Regions from separate parts of the Zea mays genome. Here region 1 is linked to region 2. The links are chromatin contacts, called in public Hi-C maps. All regions are on one chromosome and are shown on one strand. Each heading gives the region's core, a stretch centred on a gene start, on an enhancer-like site or on the middle of the called end of the contact. The rest is flanking DNA. Distances are from core to core; before and after follow the strand shown. Region 1 holds the start of LOC100193333. Region 2 holds the start of LOC100193728.

Region 1 (4,301 bases), core at 875-3,374, 140 kb before region 2:
ATCACTAATCAGTCAGTTTCATAAAAGGAAACGAACCAAGATACTATAGTAGAATACAAATCAGTTGACATGCTGAGTAGTGAGTTAGGTTTCAGAAACAGATGAGCAATCGTGACCAGCGAAACAGAACAACCAATAAAGGAATGTTGGTCAAATACAATAGTCCTCAACATACTCCAAAGAACAGACCCAGTGTTGGCGGCTCCTATATGAGTGGAGTCTGGAGAAGGAATAACCGAGGCAAACATTACCCCTGCATTTTTGCAGTGAGGCTACATCAAACCCAGGACCTTTGGCTAAGTGGAGAAGTTTCTCAACACTGTGTCAAGCCTAACCTTCTTTACTCTCCACACAAAACAGACTAATTTCAGGACCTGCTGTCCTGTTCCCGTAGTACTGTGCGACAGGTTGCACAACCTTAGCCAATACATCTCAAAGAACATTGGTGCAAAAGGTGCATGCAACCACATCAAATCAGAGAAGAAAATGACTCTTACTAAAAAAATTAAGTGTTAAGGATGAAGATGTCAGTTGCAAATAATACATATGAAAACTGAAGTAGAGTACTTAACAGTTACATTTTGTTTTTTATTTTAGTTTATTTTTTGCACGGGGGCACTATAAATGTCTGCAGATGACTTGAGCTGTCTACTGGGACCATTTCATGCAGAGACAAGCCACAAATAAGATTCAAACAAACAAGAAAATGGTCAATTATAATTGTTCTCAGGAAGCGGAAAGAGGTGTTATAAATCCAAACAAATTCATGAAACACAACATGCTTCCTGTGCTTGGCTGATTGTACCTTTTTAGTAAACTACTAATCTGCAATTTTTGTAGCTTATAAGTGTATAGAGAAAATTGGCCTTTTTCTGTTTTCCAAAAAATATTTTTGGAAGCACAAAATATGCATGGTAATAGGCTACAGGCTGTCAACAGAATGACGTCTGAATTCTTCTCTTTGACCAATACCGTTGAGTTGAAAGATGTTGACAACAAAACTACAATTTAAACAGTTACTGATCCATTACTTAAAGTTAAAGGGGCAGAAAATGTCGTCCTAAGTTAACATATCCTGAACACTACAGTACATAGGAACCAGTTGAACTGAACCTGACACAACCAATAAGAAGGTCAGAAATCAGAACCCGAAACCCTAACCTTAGCTTAGCCAGAAGCAGAACAAAACCATTTCATCACAATATAGAACTCGAATCCTCAATATTAACAACCCTAACCATGCGAATCGACGGACTAGATTTCCGCACCAATCGACAGAGTACATACAAATCACCAAAATCCGCGGAACGCAAACCCTAATTCCATCGACAACTCACCTTTCCTTGTTGTCGCCGGCGACCTGCGGTGCAGCGGTGGGGGAAGCAGTGCCCCCAGCCCCAGGGGCTGGCTGCTGGAAGGAGACGGTCCCACCCGTGGCGGCCCCAGCGAGGCCGGTGGTGTAGCGGAAGGCGAGCGGCGGCGGCGGGTAGAACGCCATGGCCGGCGGCGCGGAGACCACAGGGACGGGAGAGATGGCGGGGAGCTGGTGAATGGTCTGGAACATGAGCTGCGGCTGAAGCGGCGCGAGCTGCTGCGGCTGCATCTGCTGAGCCGAAGGCGGTGCCTGCGGCAGAACCTGATGCTGAGGCTGAGGCTGAGGCACGGCGTCCGCGGGGGCAACGACGGCCTGAGGCGGGGGAGGCGCCAGCTGTGGCGTGGTCAGCGGCTGCGGCTGGAGGCGCGGGCCGAAGAAGAGGTCCATCTGGTCGCGGATAAAGCCCGCCTTGTGGGAGAGGTCGACGCCGAGCGTGGCCTCCGCCTGCTGCAGCACGGCGGTGAGCGAGACCTCCCCGGGCCCGCCGGCGGAGCCTCGGAGGACGGACTCGACGCAGCTGGCGATCTCCTGGTCGGACACCATGGCGGGAGCGTGGGGAAAACCGGAGAACTCAAATCACGCAAAAACCCCGCCTCCCTCCCGCGATTCTCCTCTCTCTCTCTCTCTCTCTCTCTCTCTCTCTCTCTCTCTCTCTCTCTCTCTCTCTCCTCCGCCCCTTCTCTGTGTCACTGGCGCTTGGTCTCTCCCCTTTGTCTCTCTATCTCTCTCCTCGGCCTCTCCCTCTCTCCTGGCCCCTCAGTCTAGGCTCTTGCCCTATGTTTTGTTATTTAGAGCAAATTTCTTCGGGAGCGATGAAAATAAGATGAGGGAAAAGGACAGGTCGCTAAGCACACCTCCTATCCTCTTACGCGGCTTCTGATGTCGTGGGCTGCGGGAGGATGGGCCCACGTGTCATTGGCATGGGTGGGAATGGGGCTCCGTGTCGAGACCAGGAGGATGCAGCAGGCGCTGTGCGCAATGACGAGAGTGCCCACAGTTTTCTTATGCGATTGTAAAGGGGTTTCTGCGCAAAAAGACCCGCCCCGGGCCCGGGATGCCTAACGAGCGTCGAGCGCCAAGGTGAGGAGAGGTCATGGGCTGGGCCGCGATGGGCCGCGATGCATGCGGATGGAACGGAATCACTTGGGCCCTCTTTCCTCTTGCACTTTTCTTCTAAAAATACGATGCGCCGGAATAACGTACTACAGTACATAAAAATTAATTTTTAAAAAAACTATTTTATCGTGCACAACTTTCATAAAAAATCAGTTTTTCTATTTTAATTATAAAACCGGACATATATCCTCTCTCATCGCTAAAAACCGAACACATGACATCTCTAGACGTTCCTTCGTTCTCTTTTTCTTTTATGTTTATTTTGACTAAATAATTTTTATAAAATAAAATAAATCACGTAAAAACATAAAATAAAGAATCAATTTTATAGAACTCCACATGAATATATATATGTATAATGAATATATGATATAATATATTTTATTATAAAATTTAATCTATAAGCTTGTATATGTGTTTTCTATAATTAATTTATAGCTGCAGTTTTTATGATCCAGATGTGGTAAAAATATGGTGAACAAATCATTGCATGTTTTGACTATACATAAAAATTCATATTTATTGGACCATGTATAACTTATCTAGATAAATCTATAACTCGGTCATATATTATCCAACGAGCATCAAAATTTTATTAAACTCTATACGAGTAAATCTACATAAGAAACTATATAATGGGAAAATATCATATGCAATCACTTATCCTGGTGCAAGCATGCAATCAAGCGATCTGGTGCATCCGATCTAGATCTAATGGTAACTGTTATTTTACATTTAACCCCTTCCACCTGAAACCTAATGTCTATTTTACATTTAACCACTTCCATATGAAACCGTTGGATATAGACTGGATGCTCTGGATAGTTTAATTGCGCGCTTGCACCAAAATGAGTGATTGCACAGGATATGTCCTCCTATATAATTTAGTATAGAACTTACTTTGTAGTCTTAGATCCATACTTTTCTATAATTAATTCGTGGTTGCATTTTCTGTGTTCCAATTATGATGAAATCTTGAGTGCAAACTTCAAGCTTCACCTACAGCTTGAACTGCAAGCTTCACCTACAATCGAGTAGTGACAAAAGGGAAGTTCTGTAACTTGGGTTTTGAGTTTTTCAACAAATACCATTACCTGATATAAATCTGATAGTACATAGATTTCTAATTCTTAATAAGATAAAATTTAAAATCACAGTCGCTAGGAATCTTGAGTGTTGGATCTAAATTCTTTGAAGTGTTGTGCGATTCCATATGAGTACTTGCTTCTTGCATCGTTTTGACGTGATCCAAACTGATCACATACTTAAGGCAAAAATGTTAAACTTTTAAAGACGTGTTTGGAAGCAAAGTATTTTAGAGTTTTTTAGATGAAACCATGGTATTGGAGAATACCAAAGCATTTTTTTACAAAAAAAGGTGTTTGACTACATTATGAATGCTATGATATGATTTTGTAGATAACATGATATTTGTGCACCATTTGAAACTCCAACCCAAAGTTTTTGTCCACTAACCTTGCACATGTATACTTTATACCATGATTTGAGATACTTTGTCTCCAAACACATGTAGCTAAGAGTGATGCAAATTTTACTACAATTGTGTCATGACATCTTAAGACCATAGTATTCCAAAAACATAGTTTTGAAATACTTTGCTTCCAAGCACACCATAATTTGTTTTATCATTTGATCACCAAAACCCCAAGAGGTTGATTACACTTACAATTAGCCTACCATATCTATATCAACAAGATCTTCAAAGACGTGAAGCAACGAGTAGGATTGCGTTTTCGGTTCCTTAGTTTTTATAGTTTTCGATCCCAAAATACTAGAACCAAAATATACA
Region 2 (4,590 bases), core at 1,378-3,877:
CAAAGAATAAAATACTGCCTCAAAAAAAACTGATGAACAACACATCCACTAACACAGCCGAAGCAGATACTAATAAAAACGGTTGAAGATTTGTAGTTTTAGATCTCCAGCAAAGACATACAGTATAGAAGAGCCTTCCACAGATGACAACCAGGCAGTAAAATCAGCCCCACATGCAACGTTGGTTGCTTCCGCAACGATACAGGACACTGGCGATGACTCAATCTCTGCAGCAATTGAAGAATCACAGTAAAATAGCAACATGTAAGATCGAAGAGGGGAAAGATCTCCACAAGATTCGACCAATTATTGATCCTGGAAAATGATAATACCACTATGCTGAAAGTTAAGTTTATCAATTGCCCCACAGACACTAGGGGCAAAAGGAGTGTACGAAATGCCATTCCCAACATGTAATCAAAGATAATTCAAGTTCACATCAGATGCTACATCAAAATACTAGCGGTTTCATCCAGCATAAGGGGAAAAAAGAAACTATTAAAATATCAAAATGTTTGCAGAGTGTATCATGATTGTTTAAACTTGAAAAACGTAACAATATGTTAGCACTTAGCACCAAAATGATGTGTGTTGGCACCTCTGTGACTACTCACAGGCAATAAGAAGTGAAAGGTACCAACCATTCCTTAAGGAACCCGTCCCTAACTGTCCATGCTTGTTATGACCGAAAGATAAGGATTTGCCATCATCAGTTACAACCACTGTATGGTTTCTTCCAACACATGCTTTGATGATTTTGTATCTGCAGGTTTAACAAGTGTATGTTAATATCTTTGAACACAAAGAATGTTCAACGGCTTCAAAACAATCATATTAGTAATACTATCTAATTAGCTCGCGAGTTTACCAATACTATAGCCAGCTATTAATAATAAAACTGCAGGTAAAGAGTTTTCTGTTGTAGGCAAATAAACTATCTTACTTTGATAGTTGAGAAACAACAGTCGGCAGGTTACGCAGAAGAGTATCTCCATGCCCTAGCTGTCCCTTCTGCTAGAAGGTTTCAGTGTTAAGCAATAAATACAATAAGTGTAACTGACTATACAGATTTATACCTCGTTGCGACCCCATGTATAACATTTGCCTCCAGCATCTAAAGCAACACAGTGGCAAGCAGCTGGGAAAAATGTTAAACCAAGTCATTAGCAAAGGCTGAGAAGTATATTGAACAACTGTTGAATTCAAATTCCGATAACTGAAAGCAAATACAGAACGTAGTAAAGCATGTAGCATTCAATATACGATTACAATAGTACCTCGATTTATTCACCAATCAAATCAAGCAAGAGGTGATTTTTAGAATAAAAGAACAGTGTATTGGATGGTTTCCATCTCAATCAATCTCCGTTCCACGCCTTTACAATTACAACCCCCAGCCCCCTATCACTCGCATGCTGCAATTAGTGAGGACTTTGTCGGAGTGTGTAAGCCATATCAGCCTCTCACGTCGGCATGTCACTGCCAAGCCATCATCTGCATGCCGCCAACGAGCACTCCTGACCTCCTCGATGCCTCTGCTCCACCCGTCCACGTGCACAGAGGGAGAGGGGCAAAGAGTGGCGGGTTGGCTGCATTGGAGGCAAAGCGACAAGAGGTAACGGCAATGTACTCCGACATTTAGGTCTCCCACCACTCCCCTTCGTTTCTTTTTGTCCAAGCCGACCGCCCCATTTGTATTCGTTCAATCACCCATCCCCCTCGCCCTGCAGGTGCCATTTTTTGGGGGCAAGTAACCCAGCCCAGCTCATTCCATCTGTATCTATTTAACACCCCAACCGCCAAAAAATGCAGCTATTTCAATTACATATTTTGGTGAAATTACATGATAAAGGGTAGGGGTGCTGAAGAAGTTACAATTATGTAGTCTTTGCATATTGTTTCGAACTAATCTTCTCAACATTGGTGCAACTAAGGCTGTACTGGATAGTTATACCCAAAATGGTACCACAAAGACCTATTTTTTATCCCCCAAAAAAATCCTTTACAGACTTGCAATCCAGACAGATCGAATGATCCAATCCCTAAACGAATCTAAAGTCCAGACAAGGACCACAGACCAACTGGACCTGCTTTCGTTTGATTGCATATATGATCATAAACTAATCTAAACCTTTGTAAGCATCAACGGGTTCCAGCACCTCCCGTGCTGCCAAAAAAAAATGACGCGCACATCATCTCAAATGCGGGCAAGGAAGACGGGACTCACTGCATCCAGAGGCAACGAAGCGGATATCAACGCCCACGAGCGGCCGCAGCCGAGTCGGCGACACCAGGTTGCCCTGCGCCCCGCCCACCACCTTCCGACCCATGGCGTCGAAGCTCGTCCCGCCGCAGTACAGCAGCTCCCAGCCGGAGCCGCTGTCCTTCGCCTCCGTCTTCTCGTCGCCCTCGGTGGCGGCAGCGGCAGCGGCGTCCTTCTCGGGCTCGGTGCTGGCCGACATTATCGCCAACGGCAGTGGCGGCGGCGGCGGCGCAGGATTTCGATCGGGAACCCTAGATTTGGTACGAGGAGGAGGAGCCGGGGGGAGCAAGCAAAGGTGGGATTTGAAACAAGCGACACTCAAGATTGAACTTTTCACAAGCAGGTGTGCGCTATGTGGATATATAGTACTGCACTGGGTTCGGCTAGTGGAGCCGGCTATTAAAAGACGACCTGGAGATATTTCAAAGGTGCCACGTCTACGAGAATGACTTGTGGGGCAGTGCTAGTAGGTGGACCGCTTGTCAACGACTGGTTCTCTACGACGGCGGGCGGCGGTAGTGCGGCTACCGTTAATTTCACATGGCCATGGCCCATGGTGGTACGGTTTTTTTTTTCCTTTTTCAGGGGTCTCTTACAATTTTGTTTCTATAGTTTTTTTTATTCGTCATCATGATATATGTGCTAGTCATTTTTTCTAAATTTAACTGTAATTATAAAAAATCAACGCGATCGACCATGTCTTTTTGTGTCCATCAACGAAATCAATCTGCAATTTGTCCGATCGACAATTTTAGGCCATGTTTGGTTTCAATTAGTCTTAGGACTAAATTTTAGTCCCTACTTGTTTGGTTATAAGGACTAAATAGATTCTAAAGTCATTAAATATATTGTCCAAAGACTCAAATGCTCTTGGAATACACTTATGTGGGCTTTTAGTCTCTTTTAGCACCTATGTGAAGGACTAAAAACTAAATCATTTTAGTCTATATTTTAGTCCTAGTGTTTGGCAAAAAAGGGACTAAATGGGACTAAAAACTAGAGACTAATATTTAGTCCCTCTAACCAAACACCCCCTTATTTTCAATCAGCTGGTGTATGACTTTTATGTTGATTTATTTAAAATCAATATAACTTTATTTTAGTTACAAAAACGCTAGTAACCCTTACCTTATGTGAAACTCTCATGTTTTAAATCCTAGTTCTGTGTTTTTCACGTCCACATGTTCATACAAATATATAGAATAGTTTTACAACCGTTGTAGCTTATGTTTATACCTTTTCTGTGCATATGTTGCACGGTTCAAATATTAAATTTGTGCTTCTTATGAGAATCATAGGCTTCGACTCCTTTTCACATCCGTTCAACGCATTGGCATGTTAAGCTACAGCCTTGGATGATACGGATCACATATGCGTCATAAAAAAAATAAAAACTCGTGATTTGTGCAAATAGAAATTGTCAAATCAGATGGTATAACAAACATTAGTCAACAAGAGTACGATGTGACATTCTCGTTCAAAGCTATGAAGACGTCTAACCCCAACCCGATGCAAACATTTGATCACACTCATTTGAAAGCTTCAGTGACTTCCTCTTCCCCTAGCCATCTATCTTTCGTTTCAATAATTGTTGGTGCCTTCGCCATGGCTTCAAGGAGGTTGTTTCCTCCTATTGGCGTAGCAGGTCCCCTCTCCACCGACCCTTTGTTGCGCCTCAAGAGGTTACGGAGGGCCGCTAGGTCCTAGAGCAGAACCCTGTGTACAATGGATTAGTGCGGGAATGATTGTTCGATTGTCATATGGTTCTGATAGTCGCCTAGAGGGGGGGTGAATAGGGCGAAACTGAAATTTACAAAAATAATCACAACTACAAGCCGGTGTTAGCGTTAGTAATAATAAATGAGTCCGCAAGAGAGGGCGCAAAACAAATCGCAAGCAAATAAAGAGAGTGACACGTGGATTTGTTTTACCGAGGTTCGGTTCTTGCAAACCTACTCCCCGTTGAGGAGGCCACAAAGGCCGGGTCTCTTTCAACCCTTCCCTCTCTCAAACGGTCCCTCGGACCGAGTGAGCTTTCCTTCTTCTCAATCAACCGGGAACAAAACTTCCCCGCAAGGGCCACCACACAATCGGTGCCTCTTGCCTCGGTTACAATTGAGTGTTGATCACAAGAGCAAAAGAGAAAGAAAGAATGCGATCCAAGCGCAAGAGCTCAAAAGAACACGACAAATCTCTCTCGCTAGTCACTAAAGGCTTGAGTGGAATTGGAGAGGATTTGATCTCTTTGTATGTGTCTAGAATTGAGTGCCTAGCTCTTGTAAGTGGTTAGAAGTTGGAAAACTTGGATGGCAATGAATGTGGGGTGG

What was found. A called contact is a pair of places that touch in the nucleus more often than the background predicts.
Region 1: a contact with region 2 is called in a Hi-C map of bundle sheath, with 1.6 times the contacts expected there. The contact joins the promoter of LOC100193333 here to the promoter of LOC100193728 in region 2. A contact is called at or near these places in 2 of 25 Hi-C or Micro-C datasets (bundle sheath and leaf).

Annotation. Positions count from the first base shown.
Region 1 is chr10:149,389,208-149,393,508 of Zm-B73-REFERENCE-NAM-5.0, reverse strand. LOC100193333 reads right to left here and starts at 2,124. Exons shown (of 6, transcript NM_001138469.2): 1 at 1,338-2,124. The coding sequence starts at 1,918.
Region 2 is chr10:149,249,538-149,254,127 of Zm-B73-REFERENCE-NAM-5.0, reverse strand. LOC100193728 reads right to left here and starts at 2,627. Exons shown (of 16, transcript NM_001138816.2): 1 at 2,228-2,627; 2 at 1,077-1,138; 3 at 944-1,011; 4 at 642-763; 5 at 122-227. The coding sequence starts at 2,462.